Linked DNA regions of Mus musculus: regions 2, 3 and 4 are each linked to region 1. The links are chromatin contacts, called in public promoter capture Hi-C maps. All regions are on one chromosome and are shown on one strand. The core of a region is the stretch at or near the end of the contact, and the rest is flanking DNA. Distances in the headings are between cores, read along the strand shown.

Evidence for each region. Promoter capture Hi-C pulls out the DNA fragments that hold promoters and counts their contacts. Capture Hi-C pulls out chosen DNA fragments and counts their contacts.
Region 2: a contact with region 1 is called in a promoter capture Hi-C map of adipose tissue, with 3 times the contacts expected there. The contact joins the promoter of Mgst1 here to the promoter of Rerg in region 1. A contact is called at or near these places in 1 of 39 promoter capture datasets (the 3T3-L1 cell line), 1 of 115 datasets of contacts at active chromatin or transcription factors (embryonic stem cells) and 1 of 9 other capture datasets (adipose tissue).
Region 3: a promoter capture Hi-C map of neural stem cells shows a contact between it and region 1. The contact joins the promoter of Dera here to the promoter of Rerg in region 1. A contact is called at or near these places in 3 of 39 promoter capture datasets (cranial neural crest, embryonic stem cells and neural stem cells) and 2 of 115 datasets of contacts at active chromatin or transcription factors (embryonic stem cells and stem cell-derived neural progenitor cells).
Region 4: a promoter capture Hi-C map of embryonic stem cells shows a contact between it and region 1, with 2.7 times the contacts expected there. The contact joins the enhancer-like site here to the promoter of Rerg in region 1. A contact is called at or near these places in 6 of 39 promoter capture datasets (the 3T3-L1 cell line, cranial neural crest, embryonic stem cells and 2 more), 2 of 115 datasets of contacts at active chromatin or transcription factors (both in embryonic stem cells) and 1 of 9 other capture datasets (embryonic stem cells).

The regions. Positions count from the first base shown.
Region 1 is chr6:137,167,808-137,171,371 of GRCm38.p6, reverse strand. It overlaps Rerg (RAS-like, estrogen-regulated, growth-inhibitor), which reads left to right and starts at 1,654. Exons shown (of 5, transcript NM_001164212.1): 1 at 1,654-1,892.
Region 2 is chr6:138,138,855-138,142,418 of GRCm38.p6, reverse strand. It overlaps Mgst1 (microsomal glutathione S-transferase 1), which reads right to left and starts at 1,892. Exons shown (of 4, transcript NM_019946.5): 1 at 1,813-1,892.
Region 3 is chr6:137,752,554-137,756,117 of GRCm38.p6, reverse strand. It overlaps Dera (deoxyribose-phosphate aldolase (putative)), which reads right to left and starts at 1,541. Exons shown (of 9, transcript NM_172733.1): 1 at 1,480-1,541. The coding sequence starts at 1,510.
Region 4 is chr6:137,689,205-137,692,768 of GRCm38.p6, reverse strand. No RefSeq gene overlaps it. Among named protein-coding and RNA genes, the nearest start is that of Gm38915, 12 kb to the left of the region's middle. Within about 2 kb of position 2,003, at least 52 of the 459 cell types and tissues checked have an H3K27ac peak or open chromatin away from gene starts, as enhancers often do.

The DNA of each region.
Region 1 (3,564 bases), core at 405-2,904:
GTGACCTCTTCAGCGAGATCTATTGGATAGGAAAGGCATAATAGAAACTCAGACTTAAGTCATTGTAAAAGTATATACATATATATTGTATATACATTATATATATATTCTAATTTTTATCCTAGACATAAATCATAGATACTGCAAATATCATATATTTAAAATGTATCATCTTTATAGACATTTTTATCAAGTACTGCTCTACAAAGCATGACAGGAAAAGAAGGTAGGTTGAAACTTGACGATATTAATGCTATAAAATTCCACACAATTTGAATTTTATAGAATTTTGCATTGTCTACAAATATAATTTGTCTTCTTACTGTAGGCTCTAAGACCGTTTGTATTCCGAGATGCTGAAATCGCTGTTTCTCAAGGACGGGACCCATGTCTTCAAGTCCACACTAAATAGCTCTTCCAAGTTCAGTGGATAAACAATTTAGATGTATCATGTCTCAAATGGTCTTGTTGCATCCGTTTGATCATTGTGCAGCAGGCCCTGCAACAGGGGGAGAGCATGGGTGCACACACAGTACTCTTCCCCCACTCTTCCAGCCCCTGGAATGTCAAGGGTTAGCAGAACAAGGAGAAACTTGAGAGAATGCAAAGCAAGCCCAATACTGGCAGGGTGCTGGGGCATGTGGGAGGGAGTGTCACTGTAGGTCAGATCTGGGGTCCCCAGGAAGTCGGGGAGGGGGGATCTGGAAATTCACGCTGGATGTGGTGTGTTAAAGGTTTCTCAGTGAGTTATCAGGACACATGCTGAGGCTATCACAAGTCCAACCTCTTCATCCACCCTGCCTGCCAAGTCTCTGCCTCCACGGGGCAGAGACTTTCTTCCACCAGAGTGGCTCCACTGATTATTCCTATCGCCCTGGGCCCCTGCCTGCTCCTGTTGCCTAGCCTCGCTTTCAGTGAGTCACCAGATACCCTGGTAAGAAAACCCAGCTTTGGAATGAAAAAGGAGAAAGGCATAGACATTTCCTGTTGCTTTGTTCATGCCCACCATCGTCTTTGGGAATCCTTTAACCTCTCAGAAGCTCTCCTTTCCCTCCGAAAGACCAGCAATTACAATAGCCATGCTTACCTCCAGGGAGGTGAATATCAAAGGAGATGGGGGATGTAAGCAGGTCTTGCTTAGCTTAGCATAGCATGCATGTTAATTATCTTTGTTGAGGTTTGAACGGGATGGGGTTTGACGCCAAAGCAAATCTTATAAATGCTGGTCTTCCAGAGGGAACAGAGCACACCGGGGACTTTCTCATATATACAAATATGAATTTCGGTTAAATTTGGTGTTTATATCTTTGGAAGTATATTTGTTTCCGATCCTTTCCGGATTTTCTCCCAGCCATTTACTAGTCTTGGACCCGTTTATTTCTATCTTTTTTAAAAATCCTCTGCTTCCTCTCGAATATCATGAAGATAACTGAACACATTCCCAGGGCGTATTAGCAAGATCCTTTGAAAAAAGGCGTAGAGAACACTGCGTAAGTGATGCTTTTTAATCAAGAAAGGACTTAGCTGAAGCCTGCAGGCCTGGCGCTGAGCTAGGCTGGGTTGTGAGGCGCTCGGCTCGCAGACTGGTCCAGCAGGGGGCGCCCGGGCACCTCACTGCAGCATCTTGGTGGCGGAGCGCAGCGGCGGCTGGCCGGAGCTCGCGTCCTGCCGCAGTCTCTGCGCTGCTAGTCTGAGCGAGCGCGAGGGAAGAGACCCCGTCCGGGCACCGCACTTGCAGCCCCAGCGACTCCCAACCGCAATCGCGGCCCCCCAACTCTCAAACGCCTCCTGTAGCCCGCGTGGGTCAGGGTGGGAGAGCTTCCTAGTCTCCGCGGGCGGATTGCGAACTTGGAGAGGACCGCGGCTGTCTCCCCGGCCTGGACAGTGAACAGGTGAGTGACACGCACGTGTCCAGGTGGCTCCCTGAGGACAGGGTACGAGCCCCTGAGGGCTCAGCCCCTGGGTGAGTCCCGGTGGTCTCCGGGTCCCTCCCTAAGGGCGACTTTGGGGTTCTCCTGAGAGATGTGAACGCCAGCCACCAGGCTTGACAGCGCGTCCTGCGCCTAAGGCGTCCTTCCGAATTAGGGGACATCTGCTCTTTATGTGGAGCCTGTGAGCTGCAGAACATGCAGCCCACTGTGGGCTTGCTCCTGGCTGCAGGACCTGTTGATCTCAGGGTAGCGAGCCAGCCGGGGGGCTTGCGCAGTCACAACCTCTTTGGTGTGGCTGTTGCCTTGTGATAAGATGAAGGAAAATTCCTAGCAGAGAAACTGAGAAATCTTGATTTCAGGAGAGGTCTGACCCAGAGAGAAGCGATCTCACTCCACCACCATCAGACTGGATTCACTGCTGTCTTGGACAGCTGTGCTTTGCTTTCTTTCTTTCTTTTTTTTTTTTTTCTTTTTCTTTTTAGAAGGCCATAAAAGCATTAAAATGTAATTATAAAGATGCCCCCACTCGCCTCAAGAGGAAGTGGAAAACTCTGACCTTGATAAACACAGTCTGCGAAATGATTTATTAGGAGCAAAACCTTTTGCTAAGTAAATAAACAGATGGATGAAGCTTTAGAAACGCAATTGTCGTAGGTCTAACAGAGTCCCCACAGGTAGCCTCTTTGGTTAGTATACACCTAAGTGTGGAGGGAGTCAATGAATTCGACGATTGGTCAGTAGTACCAAATGAAACAACACACGTCTTTCCTTCACTCTAATGTTTCCTCTGATGACTTCATGCATACGGAAAAGCAACGCCTTTCATCCCCTAAATATTTAGGTGTGATTTTAGGATGGAAACTTGAAACTTGTTTGGTTTTGCCTCCGGGAAAGCAAATCTGCTCCGAGAGTGAACTTCAGGCCACGGCAGGAATAGTTCCTGTGTTTGAACCATTGAGTTTCCTCAGATCTGAGGGATAGAAGGTCTCTGGTTAATTCAACAGATACTTGCCTGTAGGTTACTATGACAACAATTGACACGTTGATGGTTTCCGTCAAATTTTCATGGGGAAATAAAATGTGAAGGCATCTTTAGAGGGCAGCGTTGCATCGCCCCCCCCTTTTCCCTAAACATATTAGGCGGCTGACATTAAGCAGCTGGATCTTTATGACGTCATAAATGGGGACACTTTATGACATCACAAATGGGACACTTTAACTAACATAATTAATTTCTCCTATGTGAGACCCGTGAGCTTCGGAGGCCAAGGGGAGTTGCTGAAATATTTGACTTGGCTTTAAAAACATATACTTTGATGCTTACTTTAAATGAAGACTATAGCCAGATTCTAGATGCATGGGGATGATACTTTTGCATGAAATGGCAAGTTATTGTCTACAGATGCTCCGTACACAAGCACGCTCTGTGTTTCAAAGAGCCAGCAGCTGTTTGTAAGTTAAAAAAAAATCTAGTAAACAAATTCAACATGCAAACCTTAAATAGAAGGGAGATATATAAAATGACAAATGAGGAATTTTGTTTTGACCCACTGTCTGCTTATAGGTGGACCAGCCTGGAACTCATGATGTAGTCTAAGCTGGTCTTGAATTCAGTATCTCCCCCCCCACACAC
Region 2 (3,564 bases), core at 643-3,142, 970 kb before region 1:
AGAAGCCAAGGAAGAACACTGAGTCCCAAGGCAGCAGGACAAAAGCCATGGAAGGACAGCGGAGGGGTGCTAGGGGCAACTGGGGCAGAAAGGAGGTAAAATAGAGGTGAGAAAGACAATAAGAGCCAAAGGTAGAAACTCCGATGCTGAACTCAGAAACTCCAGAGTTGCTCAATGTCTAGACTCCCTACTCCAAGCCCAGGAGCTAGAACATCAACCCTGCCAAGGCTGATGAGCCTCTTACCCTCAACCCTAAGGGGACCAGAACTTGAGGCCTGTAGAAGATGCAGCAGTAGAGGGTACTACCTACAGTTTGCTATGACCTCATCGCAGCCGGAAGCTGCGGATAACAAAAGTGGCCAAGTGTCAAGTCTCAGGTTCTGATGGCTAAACCTTTCTCTCAAGATCCTAAAACAGTGGGGTTCTGTTTTCCAAAGTGTTTGTAGCTCAGTGCCTGGCCTGCTAGTCCACCCTCTAAGCCCTAGGCCCTCCCTCTCCCGGGACAATCACCATCACACAAGGGTCTCTTCACCTACCCAGGATGCCTGTCAGGAGAGAGCAAAGGGATGCCCACCAGTTGACTGAAAACAGCTTGGGATGAAAGACTCCGACACAGAAACCATTTTCTTCTACTTTGAAGGAAAGAAGCTTGAGTAGGGTATAAATAAGGCCAGGTGGTACAATGGAGACTGGAGACCCCACCTGCCTGTCTCTGGAGCCCTGTCATCGCCGACCTGTATAGTTCCTGGACTCACAATTCCATTCTAGGAATTGTGGGGTGCTGTTTTCTCATTTCCTGGAAGCTTCTCCTGTAACTCCTGTTGTCATATTTTGCCCCAGTGCTATCTGCAGTTGAGAAATACTCCTCTTTCTCCTCATGGGCCCTCAGCCAAGAAAAAGCAAAGTTCTTTTCTTCTCAAAACTGTTTGCCCTATCTGCATCAGTATTGTGAAACTTGGAAAATCTGGGCACACAGCCACAAGGCCATGACTCTTCAATTTTCAATGGATCGAAAGCAGCAAACACATTTGTTGTGAGGACAGAAAAGAGGGCTGCAACAGAGGAAGAACAGAAATACACACATGATCAGAGTCCCAGGCACCTTCCCTACAGCCTCAGTGGGGCCAGACTACAGTGGCCACAGGGGAGGGCGGCTCTGGGGAGTAGCTGCCCAAGGGCTGCGCCCTCAGGTCTTTGGTCATCAGGCTACAGTCACAACAGAGCACGCTCTGCTGCTCTGCTAAGTCTGTAAGTCATATGATATCAAAAGTACCAGTGTAAAGACTTGTAGAGATTTCTCTTGCCTACCACAGGAGAATCTAGAAAAGCAAACAACTTTTCAACAAGTTGAAAGGCCTGCATGTCCAAGTCACCCGGGACACTGTAGGGTTTTACTCCCTGGGAAAGGACAGAAGTTGCTGAAACCGCAGTGACTTCTCATCTTGTTACAACTTGCATGTATTTTTTTTCCCCTCCCCTCAAGATCAAGAGACCCTTTCAAAGGGAATGCTACTTGGGCTTGAAAATAAGAAATAAGAAAACCATCTCTTAAACATGAAAAGACTCGTGCTCCCAAGTTTCTTCTTGGAGTTTGAGAAAGGAAAACTTAATGCAGGAACAGAAAAGCACAATTCTCATTTAGAGCGGGCCACAAAAATGGGGGCGGGGGGTGGTCATTTAAACAACTAAAGGGAACAAAGGCTTTTCAAACAGGCACAGCCACTCTCTAGCCTTACACCTGCCACCCACCGGCCCCTTGCACCCACCCACTCCTAGCCTGGGAGCAGCACCGTGGCCGTGCGCAGCACCCACCTGAATCCAGGGAGAAGGGCTGCAAGTTGTCCTGCCGAGCCTGTGCACTTCTGGGACTTTTCACCAACAGGACCCGCGCTGGCACCGCCCTTTTTCAGGCTATTTTTCTATTAATCACCCCGCCTCCTGACCGTGCCAAGCCCCGCCTTCGGAGCTTGCCAAATCCCACCCCTGAATCGCCCCGAAACTGCTGTGGCTGGTGAGGGTCTTTCTCTGCTAAGGATCTTGGCAGTTCTGTTCCGGCTCCGGAAGAAGGGAAGCAAGGAAGGGGTTGCTAACTTTTATGTCGCTGGAAACAAAAAGACCTTAGTGTTGAATTTGGAAAACCTAAAAAGAAAATGTTTTAAGGAAATGTAAATCTCGGGGGAGGGGCTCTATTGCTGTGAATACCTTCAGGGTGCAAAGTGAAACCTGCGAAATTATGAGTCTGTTAGGCAACTAACTTGTTTCACAGTGACTTAGGAAAGTGTTGCAAGGGGGCAGGGTCGTTAGGGCAACATCAAAGCTATTGCACATCACAGAGCCCCACAGTAATGGCCAAGCTCCAGCTCTGAGAGCTCTAAGGTTGATAAGTTCCCATCTGCAACATTTCACTCGGGAACTTTACCAGTTTACACCTGTGCCCCACATTGCTCTGAGAATCAATCAGTCTTTCTCTTTTCTTTTCTTTTCTTTCCTTTTCTTTTCTTTTCTTTTCTTTTCTTTTCTTTTCCTTTCTTTTCTTTTCTTCCCTCCCTCCCTCCCTCCCTCCCTTCTGTCCTCCTCCCTCCTGTCCTCCTTCCCTCTCTCTCTCTCTTTCTTTCTTCCTTTCTTTCTATTCCTTCCTTTCTTTTACACGATTATTCTCTTTTTTATTTCTTCATTTTCCTCCTCTTCGTCTTCTTCCTCCTCCTTCTTCAGTATGAACCACTTAATTTTCTGAGTTTTAGCTGGGTGCCTCTTTGGTTTGGTTTTATTTGTCGTTTTAGAGAGGATTTTGTTACTTAGCCCTGTCTGGAACGCGTGGTACACACTAGTCTGTACACAAACTTATGACCATTCCTGCCTCAGCCCCCAAGGGCTAAGATTTTTCTCACCAGGACCCACTCTGATTCTGACTTTCAAGATTCAGTAGACAGTTCTATTTTATATCCCTTCCAAAAACTAAAAGGAATTAAGAAGCAATGTGCTGACCCAAGCTGAAGTCAGTCAGTCCTGAAGATGGTTTCTTTAAAGGCATGATTGGTAGAACATCTGAAAAGAGTGTTTGGTCGACCTTTTCATTTCAGTTGAAAACATTGTTCAGTTCCTCTCTGGGGCCACACCAGAACACTGAGTGCAGTGGAGCAGAGCTTTCTGAATTTCCTTGAGAGCGGTTAGTACTGCAAGGACTTAAAGAGCTCTTCATTTACACCAAGGAAGACAGCACAAATCCTGAAGGCAAGATTACACAGAAAGGTGCACAAAAATTCTTAACTCTTATCTTCGGAAAGCCAGTGGGAAAACAAGGGCACACTTTTACAAAGAGCATCTCAGTCATCTAATGATCTCATTGAACTTTGTCCAAACTATCGGCTAGTTAATCAATACATAAAGGGTTTCTGCTGTAACGCCCTACTAATTATTGACCATCTGGTAAATGTGATTTTACGTGTGCATATAGCAGAAAGATCTGTTGCTGTCTTTAGTATAATATGAGCATTTGCTTGTAATAGATTTAATTCAGCAAACACTTTAGTGAATGCAAGATACTTGGTTTGATGATGAAGTTTA
Region 3 (3,564 bases), core at 292-2,791, 580 kb before region 1:
AGCACACAAAAACTCTTGCAATCTATGTGATTATAACAAGAACAGTAAGGAAAATATAATCTATACATGGAGGTGTGAGTGCACATTAACTATTACTCTAAATAGCAGCTGTTAATGTCTACACTGTTACTTTGCAACACGGGAAAGGTAGTGTTTTGATGGCTTTTTAAGAAAGCTCTTTCTATATAGTCCAGGCTAACCTGACACACAACTGATGCTGGGGTTACAGGTGTGTGCAATAGCACCCAGCCCAGGACTTACACTTTAAGAAAGTAAAAATGGCCGGACAGTGGTGGCGTACGCCTTTAATCCCAGCACTTGGGAGGCAGAGGCAGGTGGATTTCTGAGTTCCAGGCCAGCCTGGTCTATAGAGTGAGTTCCAGGACAGTGTAGAGCTACACAGAGAAACCTAGGGGCTGGGGGCGGGGGGGGGGGGGGGGAGTAAAATTGGCTTAATTGCATCTCCTGAAAGGAAAATTTGAAACTTTAAAAGAGCTGTTGGGGGGGGGGGGGAATTATGTTACATCCTCGACCTTGTACAAAGATGCAGACTAGCTTCATCTTCAGCCCTTAGTCCATCTTCCAGGGTCACTGCTAAAGTTTACACTGCAGGGATAAAGTGTAAGGCTCTGTTGGAGAGAGGGACTAAAGTGCCATTAACCTGGTACAGAGACTACCTGTCAAGCATGCAATTCTAAACACTTCTAAAGTCTAGACTGGCAAGTCCCTTCTGAAAAGAGTAACCCTGTGTATCACTCACAGCCACTCAAAATCAGTCCCTATGAAAAGAACTTAGTGCGCTCATTATCGTTGCTTATTCAACACTAAGTGCAGAGAAATATACCAGCGGCTCCAAGTATCCCCTCCTCACACTATCCAAACCACCTTCAGACAGAAGTAGCTTCCTAATAAATAACTACTTTACAGATGCCGGTATATAAGCACAGAGTGAGTAATTTACCCAAAATCACACACCTAAGAGGGTCCAGGATACAAAGCAAACAATCTATTATGCAAAGTTAAGTCATTGACATTTGGCTCAGTCACGTTTTTGCTACGTTTGAATTACAGACTTTTAATTTTTTTTCCCAGAAATATCTGAACTAGTATCAATAAGGTGAAAAATAGTTTTAAAAAGAACATTTTGTCTAAGCATTTAAAATCATTTTTAGCAGACGGCGATGACCACCAGCACAGCCAACTTTGGGAATGGCTACGTGAGTCCGGCAGTAAATGAATGGCACACAAGTACCCGGCAGGCTTTTCACTCGGGTTGGTTTACTGCGACCACAGAGCTACATAGTGCAAAGATCTAATTAACCCTTCCTTGCTTCCGCTTAAAGGGTTAAGACTGCATAGAGCCTGGCGACAGGGCTGTCCCCGAGTTCTGCCTCAGTTCAGGTCTCCGCCCTCCGGGGATCGCCCTGGGCACCCCCACCCCCAACCTGGCGAAGGGGAGCGCAACCCGCTGGCCCTTACCGAGCTCTGTGCCCCGGCAGTGAGCAGCCATTGTGGCCACCGCTGAAAGCCAACCCTTGCTCCAGGTCGCCACACGGGCCTGGCCTTCCTCCTTCCTGTCAAGTCCCCGCCCAGAGCCACGCCCCTTTTGCAACGCCCTACCAAAGCCACGCCTCTTCGGTCCTGTACCACTTAAACTTTTCTCCAGCTCCTGGGCTTGGAGCCCAGCCAGGTCATCACCCTACCTGTTCCCTGTCTTTCCAGGTCAGGCCTGTGACTTGAGCATTCCCCAGCTCCAGAAGTCTCCCAGACCATTTTTAAATGCTTACATGGCCAATTGAACTAGACAGAATCAGACTTAGGAACTTTAGCTGTAGGATCATGTGAGTGGCAGGACTGGATTCTTTCTTGCATGAGCGGAGCAATGTAGTCTTGGACCCGAATTGTGGGTAGTGTTCCAGAGCCCTCAGGGGACAGCCAAGGTAGTCTAGGAGCTAGAACGCGCTGTAATTTCTAGTCTGGACTCAGTGAAAGAGCAGCTAGGACATAAGCTTAGGAAGACTCGGTTTCTTATTTTTGTTTTTTTTTTTTTTAAGATTTATTTTATGTATATGAGTACACTGTAGCTGTCTTCAGACACACCAAAAGAGGGCATTAGATCGCCATTACAGATGGTTGTGAGCCACCATGTGGTTGCTGAGAATTGAACGTAGGATTTCTGGAAGAGCAGTCAGTGCTCTTACCGCTGAGCATCTCTCCAGCCCTTTCGTTTTGTTTTTAAGACAGTTTGCTTTGTAATCACGGTTGGACAAGAGGTTGCTGTGTTGAATCTCCTGCCCCAGACCCCAGATCCCCATTGCTGGGATTACAGGCAGATGCTACATTCAATAAAAGGTCCAGCTTCTTTCATTTAGAAAATATAGTATTTTCATTTTTGTGTCTACACACATATGTGTGCATAGCACATGTGTTCAGGTATGTGCAAAGGCCAGGCCAGGCCACTCTGGACCAAGAGTTAGTCAGGAGCTGGGAACCATACTTAAGTGTTAAGAAGCGCAAGCACTCTCAACTGCTCAGTTCCCTCTTCAGGCCTGAAAAGAATTTTTTTAACTTAGTTCTGTGAATAATTGAGTATGTAACCTAGGACACACTACTGGCCTTAGTTCTGTGAATAATTGAGCATGTAACCTAGGACACACTACTGGCCTTTGTGAACTTCATTTTCCTTATCTGTAAGAAAGGATCGCGACAATTTCTTTGCTTTCTAAAGTTGAGATTCAGTGATGATTTTTCTCAGCCTGGTTTCTCTGAATTACTCCAGGTTCACAGTCTAGGGGGTGAGCCACTGTATCTGTACTCACATGGACCATCTCTGCTGAGCTACAAGTTTGTCTGAACTACAAGTTTCTCTAGTGAATCAATTGCTCTAGTTCTTTCATCTCAGGAAAGTCCTGCCAGAGATGTACATATACCCAGAGACTCAAATTTTGAGAATTAAGCAGCAATCTGGTAAACAGGTCTCTAATGAGCTCAAACTATTTGTAATTCAATTCTTAGTGACTAGAAGGTTCTAGGACATAAGTCTACTTACTGCAAAACTGGGTGATCAAAATAGGTTTGTATGCAAAGTTGTAGTTTGTAAATACCTGAGGCCATGATAAATGTAAGTTATTAATGTGGTGTCAGATACACAATTACTCTGCTAGATAGAAACCTGCTTATTTCCCTACTGAGCTGCCATCTAGTCTGGTCCACACACAGCTACTTCTAAATATTTTGGATGTATGTCTAGGCCATATTCATAATGCCACTGTTATTTTCACTTAACCTTGCAAAACTTGGAGCAAGCACTAAAAACCTGGAGCTTATCTGAAACCATCTAGATCACCAAGAACGCCAACATCACGCATAGCCAAAATATTCATGTCTCAATGGAGAAACCTATAGAATTAACCTAGTCACAATGACCAAGCAATCCTACCTAATATGTAGCTATCTCGTGTGGCCTGGCCATGTTCATTAAGTGCACACATATGCACTACCATGTCTGACTTTACACGTGGCTGCTGGGAAAGCAAACTCGGATGCTGGAACATGCACAGCACA
Region 4 (3,564 bases), core at 754-3,253, 520 kb before region 1:
TGCTCTCTTCTGGCCTCTGTTTAGGCACACAGATGGTACAGAAACATACATGTAGACAAAACACTCACACATATAAAATAAAAATGAACAAGTCTGAAAGAAAGAAAGAAAGAAAGAAAGAAAGAAAGAAAGAAAGAAAGAAAGAAAGAAAGGAAGGAAGGAAGGAAGGAAGGAAGGAAGGAAGGAAGGAAGGAAGGAAGGAAGGAAAAGAAAGAGAGAGAGAAGGAGGGAGGGAGGGAGGAAGGAAGGAGAGAGAGAGAGAGAGAGACATTTTACTGTCAGTTGTGAGGCCACTGATCCAGAGATTCTGCTGCTTCAGGGCTGGGTCGACATGCATCTGACAAAGCATGTGTCACACATGACAGAGGACACCCATGACAGAGGGCATATGTGATGGAGGACATGTGTGGCAGAGTGACAGAGGACACATGTGACAGAGGGCACTTGTCTACACTTCATTACATCATAAATTGTTATTCAGCTGTTCACACATCTCAACAGTTCTTCTTCTTCTGAGGAAAAGAAATCAGCCAAATGGAGTGGACTGAATAACTTAAAGGCTTTTGCTGACATTCACTTATAAAGAAGAGATTGTATGGCCCCACCAATCTAAATCCCAAGACCTGGGATTCCTATGTGAGCGAATTGTTTAGAGAAAGAAGTTGTCTACGGGGCCTCTGTACTCTTGTGATAACGAAGTTCTCTCCACCTTAAACACAAATAGTCTGGCATCTACAGAAGATCATTTAGGCAGGTCAGTGCAAGACATCACCAAGTTCAAAGTTTGAGATCAGACATCAGGATCTCCCCTGCCCCCGCTCCAGGCCTGCCTCTGTTGCTCTTGAGCACTGCAACTTCATAGGCTTTGAAAAGAAGAGGAAGGTCCCTGTTTCAAGTAAGACAAATTTACAGCTTCTTACCAGGAAAAAAAAAGAAACAAACAGGTTGCTTTCCCATAAATTAGTCTGCATTGAGAAAGGTGTGGAACCCACATGCAAACAGGACGTCAGCATGTTGAGGAAAGCACAGGGAAGCAGTTCCAGAGACTCGACACCCTCTCGCTGGCGCTGAGGAAGGGTGCCTGAGCCATCCCTGTGAGCTCTTGATTTTGTTTTTTTGTTTTTTTGTTTGTTTTTTTGTTTCTGAGACAGTCTCATATACTTCAGACTGCCCTCAAATTAGCTATTAAACCATGGCCGGCCTTGAATGCTGGATCCCCCTGCTTCTGCCTTCCAAGCACTTCCATTAGAGACGTGTGCCAGCACCCTTAGCCTGGTAGCTGTCTTACATTTCATCAGCCTGAGACTTTTCTTACATTTTCTCTTAGATGGAGATGATTTGATGAATTCTCATTATTATTATAAGAGAAATTTGGTAAAAGTCCCATTCATTCTGTTTTTCTTCACCTGTGGACACCTAGCACAAGCTTTTGTTCAGTAGTTAACAATCTGCCTCATGACTTCAGAAGTCTGTGTTGACCAATGTAGTATTCATAGATGAAGTTAACAGTAAACTAAGACAAATGGGAAGTGTGTGTGTGTGTGTGTGTGTGTGTGTGTGTGTGTGTGTGCATGTGTGTGAAAGAGCATTTTGGATATTGAATGTGGGCCCTCCTGTTTGCAAAGCAAGTGCTGTCTTTACCCAAGCTGAGAGATCTATCCACTCTGCCCTCACATATGTTTTGGAAAGTCAAAGGCTTGTTCAGCACATGGAAAGGCCCTGCTTTGATTAGCACTGCTCTGGGTCCTGAGGGTAGAGCTGCCAGAGACTCTAAGTGGCTTGGGACTGTTCTCTAGTTTTAGGGAAGAGTGTCCCCGTTACTGAGTCATAGATTCTGGCAAGGCACACAGGGCTTGAGTCTCGCTGCTGTCAGACAGCAGGCAGCATGAGTTTCCTGTGTTTTTCTGCCAGTTTTCTACAAACCTCAGGTTGTCTGGGGCTGACACAGGGAGGAGAGGTGGACAGACATGCCTCTGGAGGAGGAACTCTGGGATTGAAGAATTTGTCCCTTTCAGAGGCCATGGGATGAGGCTGGTCCTGCTCCAGGGGAAGGCATTACCTCATCTCTCCAAGGTTGCATACTGCAAACAAAACCCCTAACAACCAGCCTAGGAGAAACTGCAAGAGCCTCATGTTTTCCTTAAGACCAGCATGACAATACATGGTCCCTCCTAGGGTCCTGTAGTAGCTGGCCTGTCCCAGTCCAGGGACTTGGTAGCAGGCTGCTTTACTCCATCTGGGACCCTGTTGCTGTTAGCCTTCATGATCTGCCTTTGTGCCCACTGTTGCTACCCCTTCTGTTGTTACCAGCATCATCTTTGTTCTCACACATCAGTGAGACTTTGCCTGCATCCCAAAGGCTGAACTGAGTCTCTCAGTAAATTACCAAGCAGTTTCTTCAAAGTATGAACATCCGATTCAGGGATACTTGTGCCTCAGGAAAAGCCAAGAACCTAGTTTTGTCTGGGCCAATACAAATCAGGGTCTCCCTGAAGAGGGCTTCCTGACTCTGGGTCTGTCAGCTCTCACATGGTCTCCATTGCAGGAGATGACAATGGTCTGTCTTTTTCATCTCTTTGTTTCTAGTCTTAGCTCATTTTTGTTTTGTTTTTTTTTTCCTCTTCTTTTCTTCTTTTCCTTGTAGCTCTGGCTGGACTGATGCTGTCTATGTAGTCCAGGCTGGTCCAGACCTTGCAGCAATTTTCTCATGCCCCCCTGCTGAACACTGGGATTGCAGGCTTGCATGGCCACACCGGGCTTGCTCTTTACAGCGTAGCTACGCCTAGAGATTTTGCTTTGTGAGCTGTTCAGAAGAAGGAAAGATAAAGATTCTGAGATCTACTCATAGGAAGGTATGTAAAGAGCCAACACCACTTGTTCTCCCTCGGGATTGAACCACTGTATCGGAATGAGTGCCCAAGAACAGAAGTAAGGATTCTTAGACAAGATGCTCTAACATGGGGATCCCGGAAGGCTCTTTCTCCATCTCCAAATAAGATGATGTGATATAGTGATAGACATCCCTTACTGTTCTCTGGATTCCAGTGGTGCTCATTACAGGGAACCAGCTTGTCCTCACGCTCTCGTTAATAATGTGGAGCACAGTAACCCACCACGACAGTTCCTGATAGTGTGGACTATAACTAAGGACAGAAGGAAAGAAGAGATGTTGGGAGGATGTTGGCATGCAGGAGACAGTTGCTATGTTGAGGCAGCTGATTTCTAAATATGTCAGGATGCGAGTGACCTGCACAGGACACATGGCTGAAGGAGATACATGAATATGTGCATAATTTTTATGTAAATAACTATCTCTGAATTTTAGTTAGAAGATGGCACCATGGATTTAAAAAACTAAAACAGTCACTTTCTCACCAGGTCAGGATGTTACAAGGCTATCCAGTCTGTGTGGGAAAGAGAAATGTTGGATACGTGAAGGAATGTATAGGAAGTCTATGTAATCTTTGAAGGAGAATTGAAATCTGCCACAGAATAAGAAAAGAAATGAATACCACTTCTAATACAATGACTTTGCCAAGTTACGTTAGAAAAAAATTCATGTCA